3 separate regions of the Gossypium hirsutum genome follow, and all the other regions are linked to region 1. A link is a contact called in public Hi-C data. All regions are on one chromosome and are shown on one strand. The core of a region is the stretch at or near the end of the contact, and the rest is flanking DNA. Distances in the headings are between cores, read along the strand shown.

Region 1 (4,905 bases), core at 1,284-3,783:
TAGATAACAGAAAAAAAATGATGCACCACAAAGTCAAACCTTAATGCGTTCATCACTGCTAAAGCCATCAAGCTGGTTAAGCAGTTCCAACATTGTTCGCTGAACCTCCCTATCCCCACTCACCTCACTGCATATAGTAGCAGGCAGATCAAGAATCAGTGGTTTCTATCCACAAATAGATGCCACAACCAGATTTGAAACAAATTTGCCTCTGAAGATTTTAAGATATGGCATTACCTATCAAAACGCTTTGTGCCAATTGCATCAATTTCATCTATAAAAATGATGCATGGAGACTTTTCTTTTGCAAGCTGAAAAGCATCACGGACAAGTTTTGCTCCATCTCCAATAAACATCTACATGCATTATGATTGTTTACTTATTATAGGGCCTAAGCAAGCCGATATGAAAGCACAAAATAATACTGTTAAATGATAAAAACTACTCCATTACTCACTATTTTCTGTCATGTTATACTAACCAAGTAAGGAGTATGGCAAAAAATGATTCCAACAGGAACTGAAATGAGTAGACAGGATCTAAATATATAGAGAAGTAAGCCGAAAAGGCTATAGGACTTAATACCTGAACCAGCTGTGGGCCTGCTAGCTTCAGAAACGTGGCATTTGTTTGTGCTGCACAAGCACGGGCCATCAAGGTTTTTCCAGTGCCAGGAGGTCCATATAAGAGCACCCCCTTAGGTGGACGAATGCCTAACTTTTGAAACCTTTCTTTATGAGTCATGGGCAACACAATGGCCTCAACTAGTTCTTGGATCTGATCCAGGAACAACAATCAGAAAATGGGGAAAAAGAATTAAACATTAGCTTAACAGTTACAAAATGATAATCTCAGAAAGGGCAGTAGGAATTAAAAAAACTTGCCTGCTTCTCCAAGCCACCAATATCATTGTAGTCCTCAGTTGGCTTCTCATCAACCTCCATAGCCTTTACTCTGGAGTCGTACTCAGATGGCAAAGTATCCAATATCAAGTAGCTGTCTTTGTTGACACCAACCAAATCACCAGGTTTCAATTTATCAGGGTCTACAAGTCCAACCACAGGTAGAAAGATGGTCTGTAGTAATTATAAAACAAGTCAAGATCAAACCAGTTTTTCTTTCCACCGAGATATTCAAAGATGTTGATTTTGGTAACCACTTGAACTAAGGAAAAGCATAACTGATTATTGACTTTCCCTATCATAGCAGATAAGAAATGATGCTGTGCCATTACCTGACGAGTAGAGGTTTTCAGCACAACACATTTACCCTTCCTTTGTGAGTCTAGATCTATGTTGGCACCATCCTCCTCTGCCTCATCTTCAGGGTTCATCTCCAATATCTGAAAGAAAGAGTAGTTAAAATTTAAAGCAGCAAACTATGTGGATCTGACTATCATTTTACGGTACCCATGTTTGACATGGGTGCCACACACATTTTTCGACATGGGCCATGTCAAACACATCTGTATCCAATACTCACAATCTAGTCCAACTAAAATGCAAGCAGAAGCTTTGCTTATTATTCATCTGCAATGGCTCATTATTCATTTGCTGCCCCCTTTGAATACTCTTTTGAGTTTATTTAAATTCAGAATTATATATACCAGTACAGAACAAATAGAAGATTACTGGAACACAAATTTAACACAGAAGTTCAACAGGGTTCATTGGGGGAAAAAGAAAGAAGAAAAATTTACCTCAACAATGTTGCCGACTAAGTAAGGCAACTGCTTGTTAAGCTTAATTTTCTCTTGATTCTCCTTAATCTTTTCCTTGTATGAATCCAACTCGAGATTTGTCCTTTGCATCTCCTCCTTTAATCCCAGAAACCAATTAAAACAAAAATCAGAAAATTATTTCAGAAGTAGAAAAAGTTTTTCCATAAAAAAGAAAATAATATAGCTTTAACCATCAACATATCCCAATTATAATAAACCAGAAAATTTACAACTAAACTAAAGAACATTCCCTTATTTGTAAACATTGCCTAGATTTAATCCATACCCAAAACTAAAATCCGATTAACATCGAGTAATTGAAAGAAACCATCTGATTAAAATTGATAGTTGTGGATTAAAAAAGAAACAAAAACAAAAACCCTAAAAAATAGTAATCATAATGCGGGGGAGAGAGAGAAAGAGAGAGATCAAGGTCAAAGAGGGACCTTGAGAATACGAATCTCGTTATCAAGAAGACGGGAAGCTCGGACGATATCCTCGGTAGTCATGGAAGCCAACTGGTCTTCTTCAAAGCTAGAATCTTCTACCATAGCGGTCGCCATCGGTGAGGGTTTTAAAAAAAAATACAACGATGAGTCGGAAAATGAAGGAAAAGAATACAAGACGGAGAGAATAGAGAAAAAGGAAGAACAGATGAAGATCTTTATACTACCAAACTGTAGTTCTCTTGTTGTCGAAGAAAATGAGAGCTTGAAAAAATTCGATTTCAGCCGATGAATCTGCAATGGGCTTATTTCCTTCACGTCGGCCTGCTCTTTCATTCAAATCTGGGCTCCTTTTCTTTTTCAAATTACTCCAAGCTTTTCTCACTGCACAGCCCAAATATATCCCATTTGTAATTAAAATAAAGTTGTATTATTTGAGAATATTTTTATTTTTAAAAAAATTAATAAAAATAAAAATATGAATATAATGATATTTAAACTCACACAAATTGGATTGACAAAACCTTAATTTTACTACTCAACCAAAATTTCATTTTAATTTATTTTATATATTTATTTTAATATGCACCATTTGTTATCTCCACCAACTCTATAAATTAATAATATTTTAAATTATTTAATATATATTATTATTATACATATATATTTGTAATTTAAATAAGTGATTTTTATATGTATGTGCGTGTGATAAGATTTTTACTATTAAAAATATATTTGATTGAGTAGAGGTTAACTTGTAAACTTTCTTTTAATTTTAATATTATACAAATTTTATGTTTTATTTTATTAATTAATTTCAAACTATTTAACATCTAAAGTTGGTAAATTAGTGTTATTTTTTAAAACAAAATCAGTATTCACGATGTGAAGTGTATTCAAATCGGAAGTAAATACCATTTCAAGATCATTAACACGCTATATACATTTGATATTAGTAGAGATATTGGTGGTGTAAGAGTTATCTGAGTTAGTAGAGATACGAGAACAACATGAGGTAGAAGTAAAAGCTGGAAATTTATATTTAGCATATATCAAAACTGCTGATATATCAAGGTTTCTTATTTACATATTCGAACACCAAATTTTAACATGTATTCCATTGTTTTAGCATATTAGCTTCCAAATACTGTTTCCAAGTCTTCAGTGGGCTTATGTCACTTGTGTCTGAATGCTTTTCCTTAGATCTGCAGTTCATTAGCAAGCCTCTCGCTGCGAATCCCATCAATTCAGTTGGATCCATATAACTGCGAATCCTTGAACCAATCCCGCCTTCACAAGAATATCCCATTCTCGTATATCCATCTGCAGTGGCTTCTTCGGGACTCATATCATTCAGCTTCGTTCGGGCTTCTTCTACCAAGGATTCATACCTAATATATTCATGGCTTCCTAACCCAAATGGATCCAAATCTACCTGGTGCAAGATATTGGCTGCTCGTTCTGCACCATCTTTGTTATGGTTTTCTAATCGGATAGATTGCTCGAGCGCTAATTTGTCGACTTTTACTTTCAAAATCTGCAGTTGATGCCCAATTCTAGATGCGACGGCATCGTATAATTTTCCTCTTGATGCTTCTGTGGCTTCTTCCGAGTTAAGCAGATCATCAAAAATTATAGGGTCTCCAATTAGAACTGTCACCTACAAAATTGCATGTATTAAAAGAATTCAGCATAACAATTATTGACAGGAAATGAGATCATAAACATAAAACCCAATATAACGGCCAATTAGGAAGGATTTTTCTTAAATGCTACTATAAACGGGACCATGTAAAAGCATTGTGAAGCCACTGGAGATATCACATAAAACTAATGTCTATTAAGCAAAGGAATAACAGCAGGAATACATACCGTCTTGCCAATCCTTGGGAAATTGGCCCCTATTGGCATAACATCTTGCATTCCGGTATGCACAAATGGCAGAACAATTGGGGTACTGTCAGCATCTAGAACTAACCTGTATCACCATAACAATGTTTCCAAAAGTTTTTGTTACTAACAAGGAAAGCAACAAATAGGCTAAAAGTTCCTTTTTTTTTTTTGAAAAAATTTAACCCTTTAACACAGATTCCGTCAAGAGATGGGTCTGTTTATTTCCTGATGTGAGAAGATGTAGATTTGCATAGGAAGTTATTTACACTCACCTCCCGACACCTCTCTTAGAAGATCTCACAGTTTTTCCACCATCTCGAGAACGACTACCTTCTGGAAAGATATGAACCCATCCACCAGTATTCAATTTCGAAATGGCCATATCCATGCCCTGCAACAAATTGAATCAAAATGATGAAATGAGCATAAATACCACACATGTTTAAGTAATTAATGAAGGCGTAAACATGCAAGATAAAATCAACATACCGGACTATAAACCTGTTGATGAAAGTCCAAGTATCTCACGTCTAACACATATTACATAACTTATGCATCATATGAAGTTCAAGGAACGGAAAAGGAAACAAAGTCCCTTAAAGGCACTAAACAATATGCATGTAGATTGTATGTACAATCAAACTATTCGACTACATTAGCAATCATACATTTCAAAGACATTCAAAAGCCAATAATATATCCGTCTTCTTTGTTTTCCACCTTCAGTTAAACGTTCCTCATCTCAACAATGTATACCACAAATCGCTATCTTTCCAACCATTTTCACATTGATACACAATCCTAATCAAGGAACACTAGCGATCCGATTTAGTAAAACTAATGATC
Region 2 (4,905 bases), core at 938-3,437, 180 kb after region 1:
AAAATGGCTTTTCAAAATTTGAAATATCGTTTGAAGCAGAAAATCAACAACTAGAGTATTAGACACATTTCACACGGAGGTCGAGAGGTTTTTATCAAGGCTATTTTACAGTCTATTCCCACCTATTCGATGGCTTGTTTCCTTTTACCAAAATTGTTTTGTGTGGAACTGGAAAACATAATGGGCTCATTTTGGTGGAGGAATAATCATAGCAAGCAGTGGATGCATTGGTGTGATTGGAAATCCTTATGTGCGCCTAAAGAGGATGGTGGTATGGGATTTCGTCATTTGAGTTCTTTTAATACTGCTTTATTGGCTAAACAAGGTTGGCGTCGTTAAGTAATCCTAATTCTTTACTAACGCGTACTTTGAAAGCCAGATATTTTAAAGATAGTGATTTCTTGAACTCTAGTTTGGGGAGGTCACCTTCTTTTACCTAGCAGAGTATCTGGGCCGCGAGGGGCCTCCTCTTGAAGGGTTTGGATTGGCGGATTGGGAATGGTTAGAAAGTTTCTATTTGGGATGATGTTTGGATACTTGGAGATGATCAACTCAGAATTCAGAATATGAATAATAATTAGAGTCTCATCGAAGTTGCGGATCTTATTGATGCAAGTTCTAAAAAATAGAAGTCTGATCTGATCAGTTTTACCTTTGAGGAACAGATTACAAAAAGGATCCTCTGTATTCCTCTTCCTTTGTTTGAGCATGAAGACTCTCTTGTTTGGCGGGGTGAGTTGTCAGGCGAATACTTGGTCCGAAGTGGTCACTGACTTCTTTTACAAGAAGGTCGGGATCAATTACATACAAATCACAAGCAAATTTACAAAAAATTATGGAAAATGAATCTACCCCCTAAAATTAAAATTACAATCTGGAGATTCCTATGTAACTATCTGCCTCGTTTTAGTAATCTTCATTATCGCAGAATGATTGCTTCCCCCATGTGTAGAAGGTGTCAAACAGGAGCTGAAATGAGGGAGCATATTTTCTGGGAATGTCCTCCTGCAAAAGATACATGAGAGCAGTTACATATGGCATGGGCTAGCTCGGATGACAATTCAGAATTTACAGTTTGGCTGAAAAATACCTTTGAGACTAGATCCATGGCTTTGTGTAAAATGACTGTATGCGCTTTATAGGCGTTATGGACGTCTCGGAACAAATTTATTCATGAGGGGGAAAACCAAACAGGCGTTCAGATTGCAAGTTTTGTGCAAATTTATTTAAAGGAACTTGATGATCTAAAAAGTGCTATACTTGAAAGATGGATCTGTGTGGACAGATGGACTGCTCCGATGGGATCGAGATTGAAAGTGAACTTTGACGCAACTTTCAACAATCACAACAAAGAGTCATGCTCTAGGTTAGTGATTCGTAACAGTACAGTAGAGGTTATCTGTTGTAAAACGAAAATGAACTTGAACATACCGTCTGTTTTTTCCGCAGAAGCAGTAGCGTGTTTTTAGGCACTGAAGCTGGGGTTACAACTTGGGTTGAGGGCGATTGAGGTTGAAGGTAATTCTCGAACGATCATTCGGAAGCTGCAAGAGGAAAAGGAGGACAGATCTAAAATTTCTGTGTATATCAAAGATGCTCAGTATCTCAGCTGTCAATTTAATCATTGTGTTTTTCTTTTCACAAACAGGGAGGCTAACAGAGTTGCCCATTGTTTAGCACAAGAAGGACTCAAGAAAAGAGAATCTACTTACTTAACAAATCTAATATCTCCTGGTGCGGTGGAGGCGATAGCTGAAGACAGGAGGCAGATGGAGGTAGTGGGTGAGGATAGGGGAAGAAGAAATGAAGGGTCTAGAGAAAGTGTTCTGGAATTTTGATTTTGCTGAGTTTCAATGGGTTTTGATCTTTCAATGTGCATCGGGGTAATGAATAGGTTTGATAGGATTGATATGATGGGTAATTAAGTATCTGATGGTTTTTGCTTCCCCAAGCGGTTCTTGCTAATTTTTTCAAAAGGGGTTTTAATTATTGGAGTACAGCTGAAGAAGACGTCTCTAGAGCTCCCCTTTTTTTGCCGTTTGCTGGATCTTGTTGTTGGGCTGTTTTTTCTGTTTTTGTTTTTGATTCTTTTGGTTTTGGCTTTTGTGGGCTTAGTCTTTGTTTGTATGTTTTGGACTAGTCTATTATGACCCATGTCATTTTGGCTTTGCATTTTGTGTTGGCCTTCTGTAATAAAATCCAGCTAATTTTCTTAAAAAAATAATTATCATGTTTTAAATAAATAAACCCAGCCCTAGCAGTTTTCGCGTCTTCAGCCGCTTTCCTTTATTATCTTACAGGTAGTATACCTTTCTGTGTCTCTGGGTTTCATAGTTCTAATTTTATTTTGGTGTTTTAATCTTCATACGTTTGAATTTTTTTCCCTTTTGAAATGTTTAAATATGCTTGGCAATTTTTTTTCCCAGAAATTATAATTTAAATCAGGATTTGGGTTTTCTATAAAATGTTTGTTCATAATTTATTTGCAGGGGATCGAACTTGAAGTTCAAATATAGTTTCAGCTTTGCGTTTCTTCATCAGTTAAGCAGTCTGAAAAGATGCAGAACGAAGAGGGGCAAAACATGGATCTTTATATCCCCAGGAAATGGTTTTTAATTTGCTTCACTCATGTTTCTTTCTCACAATTTTTGTCTATATTGTAATGCTCATTTGTACTTTTGTTGTTGCAGTTCCGCCACTAACAGGCTTATAACCTCCAAGGATCATGCATCCGTTCAGATTAACGTTGGGCACTTGGATGAGCTTGGCAGATACACTGGCACATTCTCCACTTTTGCTCTTTGTGGCTTTGTTCGAGCCCAGGTTCGTTTTGGTTCTTTACTAACCTCTGTTGGATATTTTGGGCTGCTTCAGTCCTATGTTACTGGTGTCTGATAAGTGAATGTTTAATTTAATTTCTTTTTTATTTGGAGGATTCTTGAAGGGTCATTTCACTGCATTCTCAGGTTTGCATTAATTACATGTTTAAAATTCTGATCATGCTTAAAAAGATTAATCTTGCAACTTGCTTTGTTAGTAATGAGCTTCTAGTTACGTTGTCAAGTTAAAGACTCTGAATGTTTGAGATGCATTTGAAGTGTCAATTGCGATCCATTTACTTTGCAAGGGAAAACATTGGGTTTATTAGCATATTTTGGATGCAATGTGTAAAGACCTGGAGTATGCAATGTGGGGTGTGTCCGGCTGCCTGTAGATTGGCACAAGGTCCTAGTATAGACACAGTTACAGGGTTGTTCATTTTGAATGTTTTTAACTTATACCTTCTGCTCTGCTCTGGTAGTACATTTAGAGAAATAAACTTTGGTTTTAAGAACATTCTGAATTGAAATACCACAGCTAAAACTCCATGCTTAAAGACCTGATGCAATATATCGTAGGAAAGCAAGCCTGGTTGCTTGTAGACTGACAGGTTCCTGGTAGACCCAATTACAAAGTTGTTCATTGTATAAAAGTTGGATTCTATTAATAAGAAGTTTTATTTTGTTGCCTCAGTTCTTTTTCAAGATATTGAGTTGCATCTGATTTTGGCTGCTAATTAGTTTGTTCTACTTTGCAGGGCGATGCCGATAGCGCACTCGACAGGCTTTGGCAGAAGAAGAAAGCCAAAGTCCGACAGTAGTCAGAAGACTTGTTGTTACTAGTTTGTTTCTTAACTGAGGAGAGGGAAAATGAGCTGTAGTTTCTTTTGGTGGATCATGTTAAAGTTGTTTTTTGCTGAATGGTTTATGTTTTGTGCTTAAATTGCTTGCATTATAGCCTAATATGTCTGTCTCACTTTGGGTTCTCCATTTTTGTTATCACTTTGTTTGCGGATTACCAAAACTTTTTGCGAGAGAGATTGGGGAGGAGGAGATTAGGAGCAGGTTGGCAAACGGGTGTAGTCGGGTACCATTGTTTTCAAATTTGGATTATTTTGGATTTAGTTTAGTTTGAGTTCGGATATTTTTAGAGTCGAATAATTTCGAATTTGACTTGTTTTAAGGTGAGCAATTTTATAAATATTCAATTAGTTTTAAAGTTTTACTAGTTATAAAATCTTTTTATTTCAAATGTAAATACTAAGTTTACTTTTACAAACACAATTTAAATTTGTCTCATAAAAAGGAAAAAGAAAATCTAAATATTTTATTATAGTATAGATATTATTTAAACAATATAGGTTAAATATAAATAAAATATTAATTTTTAATAGCATTTTAGGTATAATAATATAATATCTTTACAGTATACTATCAACAAAAGTTGCAATATGTGTTAATATACAGTATCAACAAAAGTAAAGGCGGAGACGATAGCGAAGAAGCAAATAAGAAGATAAGAAGATAATCCAGTGGCTTGTCTGAGTGCTCTAGTGATGGGTCTTTAGAAACATAAATATATATATAGTGGGATTTATCGAGTTGAATTCCGGGTCGGATTCCAGGCTGGGCTATTTTTATTATAATTGCATAATAATTTGTTCCCCTTCTTGTAGAAAAAGAATTATAAAGTGACTCTTCTGAGATAAGTTTACACATGTGAAGCGTGTAATTTGGAGCTTACTATATAATATTTACAGCTTACTATATAATATTTACCTTGAAACTTTACTGAGAAAATTTTGTTGTCTAATAGTGTGGTCCAAGAGTCACAAGGTTGTTGGAGAAATGGTTTTAAGGAAACAAATCATGTTGTAGAATTATGCAAGTTGTATTTGCAGAAATGTTACGAACTGTATTTATTGAAATGCTACGAAATGCATTGTAGAATACCGCAAATTGTATTGTAAAATATCGTGGGATTCGTGAAATCCCGTGAGTAAAAGGTCGTAATTGTAAATTAGTGAACTGTTAGAAAGCCAAAGGTCATGATCGTAAATCAGTGAATCGTAAAAATAACAGTCAT
Region 3 (4,905 bases), core at 1,758-4,257, 140 kb before region 1:
ATGAATTCTAACCTATAATTAATTTCATACAATTTTTAAGGATTTTCCAAAGATAAGACAAAGGAACCCGGCATCACTCTAGCCCTGTCTCACAGAAATCCAAATATCTCATAACATGAAATTCTTTTGCTTACGTTGTTTCCTCTATGTGAAAGTAGACTAGATAAGCTTTAATTTCATATTTTATTCAATCTCTAACTCAATTTCCACAATTTTTGGTGGATTTTCAAAGTTGGACTACTGCTGTTGTCCAAAACTATTTTAGTGTAAAATAATGATAACTAAGTTTATAACACATTTACAAATCATTTCAACCATCATGGTAAAAATACATATTTATACATCATAAGCATAGACCCATAATCACAAGGTCATCACAAAATCATTCTCATGAGCATGACTTACTTATTTGCATCCTTACCAAAGGTGCATCATAAACCGAAATCATTTCTCATGAGTTTTGCACACATACCTGTGCCACTTGCAACATAATTATAACGTTTTTTAATCATGACACAATTTTTAAATCACCCATTGAACCAGTTAAAATACTAAAGGATACCTGATAAGCCTCATATAAAAGGGTAAAATGCCAATGCCATGTCCCAGACCTGGTCTTACACTAGCTCTCATACATCGGTGCCGATGCCATGTCCTAGACATGTTCTTACACCGACACATCTAACAATTCCAATGCCATGTTCCAAACATGGTCTTACACTGGCTCGCATATTGAGGTCGATGCCATGTCCCAGACATGGTCTTACACTGGCTCACATAACAATACCGATGCCATGTTCCAAACATGGTCTTACACTGGCTCGCATATACCGGTGATGATGCCATGTCCTAGACATGGTATTACATTGACACATACCGAGACCGATGCCATGTCCCAGACATGGTCTTACACGGCTCTCATATCGCCATGGTCCAACCATGGTTTTTTCCGTCAATTCATCACGAGTCTTAGTCTGATTGTACTCGACCCTGCATTTTTCTTAAATTGATCTTTCAATTCAATCTCATATTATCATGATTTGATAACAATTGTACGTAATAATAATACATTATATCATTTCTAATTTAATAATTGATCATTGTCAACTAACCATATAAACATACCTCGTTCGCTGAAATAATTAATTAAGTCGACTAACCCAACACTTTGTTTTCCCTCGTTCTTTGTCCAGATATCGTCTCTCCCAATCTATAAAATAACAAATTTTACTTATTTAGTCATCAATTTATACAATTTAGTCCAAAAATTCACATTAGGACAACTTTACACTTTTGCCCCTAATGTTTCACATTCTTGCAATTTAGTACCTATCACATAAAAGTGCAAAATTCATGAAATTAAACACAACCCAAGCTTAGCCGAATTTTTATAATTATTGCTAGCTGCCCATAAAACATACTTTGGCAAATTTACAGTTTTGCCCCTAAGCTTTCACAAAATTATGATTTTGCCCCTAGGCCCGTAAAACGATTTTCATCGAATTTCCTCATTAACCAAGCCTAGCTGAAACTGATTTAAGCTTATAGAAACTCTCAATTTCAATTTTTCCACACATTTATCACCTATTTTATAACCTTTACAAAAAGGTCCATTTTAGGTGGTTTCATGAAAAAAATCCTTTCACAAAAGTTGTTAATTAAACAACCAAGATTCATTTTCTTTCATAAAAATTCAACAAAAAAAATGAGTATTCACGTGGCAAAACCCTAGACTCTCAACCATTTTATAAACTAGTCCCTCCATTAGTTAGCTTAAGCTACAAGGGTCATAAAGATACAAAAATTATCAAGAAAGACCTTCAAAAACACTTACTTGCAAGAGAACTAAGTGGCCGAAAGTTTGGGCTCTCAAAAGCCCTATGTTTGCAGCCATTTTCGGTGGATGAAGAAGAAAGATGAAAAGATGACAACATTTTTCCTTTTTGTTTTATTTTATTACTAAATAAGTCACCTAATGCCCACCAAATTTTGACTTTTCAATTTCTTTGTCTCCATGTTCAGCCACTAATTTTTATTGATCTATTTGCTCACTAAGGACCTCTAATTTAGTGTTTATAGCTATTTAACAACATTAGCTTGTAGAACAAATCTTTCGCACTTTATGCGATTTAGTCCTTTTTCGCAATTAAGCACAAAATAGCTAAAATTAATTCACCAAAATTTCCATACACTCATATAATCATGCTATAACACATAAAATAAAAAATAATTTCTCCGACTTCGGATTAATGGTTCCGACTAGGCCCAAAATTAGGGTGTTACATTATTTTTATTTATTGTAAATATATTTATAATATTATATATAAGTCTATAATTTAATTTTTTTAACAATCTCATTATAGGTTTTGATCATATCTACTCTTTTTAACACAATGCCTAGAACTATCCATAGTCTCTCCTCAACCCACAAATAGGAGGATAATGCGCGTCAGCGTACTCGAATCCACATCCACCTGTATTGACAATAATGTCCATGACAATCGAACTAAGATTTAATCGACAAATATATAATTTAAATTGAATCCAACCTAATAATTGAATAACCTAATTCCAAATAATCTACCCCATCCAATCCAAAAAATTGAGTTAATTAACTTAACCAATTGAACCAATCAATAATAAGTGGATTTGATTAGGTCAGTTGACATAGAGATGTCAAAGGTTGATGAGTTAAGTGTATTATATATAAAAAAATCCATCGACTTGAGCGATTACAACTATTCTTTTACTTGACTTATGTTCTTAACAAGGTTGGGTGATAGCAAGAGTTGTAGTTAGCCAATAAAGTAGGTTTTAAATTAGTATTCAAAAATCAAATTAAATTTTGCTAATATATGATGAGCAAAAAAAGTATTAACCCAAGGTTTAATTAGTTATGGTAACCAAATATTCGTTTTTGTCTTGATAATTCTCATAATAACGGGATTTTTTTTGTACATAATAAAAGATAAAAAGGGAAAGATATTTTGAGTTTTGAAGCATATTTCGCTAGTCACTCCATTAGTAGCCTCCTTGAATAAAGATTCATGCTTATGTATTCCAATCCTCCTCAAAGATTTCTAAATAAACAATCTTTCTCCAGACCACAACTGCTCCTACTTAAGAATTCTCATAATGTCAACAACTCAAACGCTTCCATGAAGCAACCATAAAACTCATTCTGTACTCCATTTTCTTGAAGATGTCCTTATTTCTTGTATACAAACTTTTTACTTCTTCAAATTTGATATAAGCCACTAAAAAAATCTAATACAAAAGTGATTTTAGAAGAAAATGATCCATTTTATTACATATTTTAAACTTACAAACCAAATTTCCGTATAGCAAAATAATCACAACAGGCTCAAAACACGTCTGATACTTCCAGGAAGGAGGGGGTAAAACCGTAAAGCAGCTTCAACTGGAAATTTCAAAAAAGAAAGAAATCAAACACCAACACGTGACAAACCATTGCATAGGGTTAAGTTGAAAAGATTCATGTTTTGTCTTTTTTAATTTTCATCGTTTCAAAGCCACCCACGAAGCCCTTCTTCTATAACCTTCCAGAATTATCTATCATCTAAATCCCTACAACCCGACCTTTTCTCTGTATTCTCTGTTCTTCAAATTTTCTTCGAAATTTTCCTATGTCTTGGATGAACCTGTTTATCACTGAAACCGCCATTTTTTTTTGTTACTTGCCTTTTTTGTATTTCTAGATTAAGATTGGGTATTGTTTCAGGGAAAAATGGGCCGTTCAAGCCGCACGCTCTATGTGGGCAATCTGCCTGGGGATACTCGTATGAGGGAAGTTGAAGATTTATTTTACAAGGTTTTCTTTTCCCTTGTTATTCTTAAATCATCATCTATGTTCATTCTTGCAGTATTTTACTAAATAGTTTCAAAAGTTGCTCTAATGTGACCTATTTTTATAGTTTTAACTTTGGGTAGTGGAGATATGGCATAACTAGCTGTGTGAAAAAAAAAAAAAGAAAAGAAAAAAGAGGAAGAAATAATTTTGTTGGATTAATCAATTTTGGGTTTCCAAATTACTGTTTAACGCATTGCTTTATCTTGTTTTGGAGGTTTGCCGCTTGCTTAGTATTTTATGTTTTTATATTGCAGTATGGACCCATTGTTGATATTGACTTGAAGATCCCACCAAGGCCCCCTGGTTATGCATTTGTTGAGGTGAGTTTTAATATTTTGTGATTTGAGGCAAAGAATAATAGGAAATCAGTTTTTAGGTTTCAGTAATCTAACAATTGCATATTGCAGTTTGAGGATCCTCGTGATGCTGAAGATGCAATTCGTGGTCGAGATGGTTATAACTTTGATGGGAATCGTCTAAGGGTTTGTAGCTAATCTTGTTTAGTTCATATATATTAGTTTTATAGCTTTCTGCCTGCCTGATAATGGTTATGATTCTTTATTTTTAGGTTGAACTTGCTCATGGTGGGCGAAGACCTTCTTCATCTGTGGATCGTTATAGTAGTTACAGTGGTAGCAGTAGCCGTGGGCCTTCCAGGCGCTCTGACTATCGTGGTATGTATAGTTTTCCAAATCATCTTTGTAGTTTGGCAAACTGCTGCTGTGTTCTAACCTCATAATCCCTTTATATGCAGTTTTGGTGACTGGTTTACCTTCTTCTGCTTCATGGCAAGACCTAAAGGTGAGTGTTATAACTATTGCTTGTTCTTTACTACTCAATTCCTTTTCTATGCATGTAATTTTTCCTTGATTGTTGCCTTTTTTCATGGCTTTGATCTACATATGTGTAAGTATATGGAAAACGATGATAAATACTAATTATTAAATTAGTTGAAGTTGTGACATGGTCTATGCATCAAGGTTTTTGAAATGCATAAAAGTGTGTTTTCCGTTTTAAATGATTTTTTGTTTTAT

The links. Hi-C and Micro-C count contacts between places; a contact is called where the count stands out from the background.
Region 2: a Hi-C map of leaf shows a contact between it and region 1, with 2.9 times the contacts expected there. The contact joins the promoter of LOC107893631 here to the promoter of LOC107893636 in region 1. A contact is called at or near these places in 13 of 34 Hi-C or Micro-C datasets (callus, hypocotyl, leaf and 1 more).
Region 3: a Hi-C map of leaf shows a contact between it and region 1, with 2.4 times the contacts expected there. The contact joins the promoter of LOC107893639 here to the promoter of LOC107893636 in region 1. A contact is called at or near these places in 12 of 34 Hi-C or Micro-C datasets (anther, callus, fibers and 4 more).

The regions. Positions count from the first base shown.
Region 1 is chrA13:77,180,247-77,185,151 of Gossypium_hirsutum_v2.1, reverse strand. It overlaps LOC107893636 (26S proteasome regulatory subunit 6A homolog), which reads right to left and starts at 2,533. Exons shown (of 10, transcript XM_016818675.2): 1 at 2,167-2,533; 2 at 1,700-1,816; 3 at 1,235-1,342; 4 at 885-1,076; 5 at 586-777; 6 at 238-356; 7 at 40-127. The coding sequence starts at 2,502. LOC107893634 (tafazzin) reads right to left here. Exons shown (of 7, transcript XM_016818674.2): 5 at 4,332-4,450; 6 at 4,039-4,144; 7 at 3,183-3,826. The coding sequence ends at 3,272.
Region 2 is chrA13:77,003,769-77,008,673 of Gossypium_hirsutum_v2.1, reverse strand. It overlaps LOC107893631 (40S ribosomal protein S21), which reads left to right and starts at 2,187. Exons shown (of 4, transcript XM_016818671.2): 1 at 2,187-2,300; 2 at 2,490-2,602; 3 at 2,691-2,823; 4 at 3,578-3,782. The coding sequence starts at 2,559. The coding sequence ends at 3,640.
Region 3 is chrA13:77,318,938-77,323,842 of Gossypium_hirsutum_v2.1, reverse strand. It overlaps LOC107893639 (serine/arginine-rich splicing factor SR30), which reads left to right and starts at 3,007. Exons shown (of 15, transcript XM_041085012.1): 1 at 3,007-3,832; 2 at 4,126-4,191; 3 at 4,279-4,353; 4 at 4,440-4,545; 5 at 4,626-4,672. The coding sequence starts at 3,749.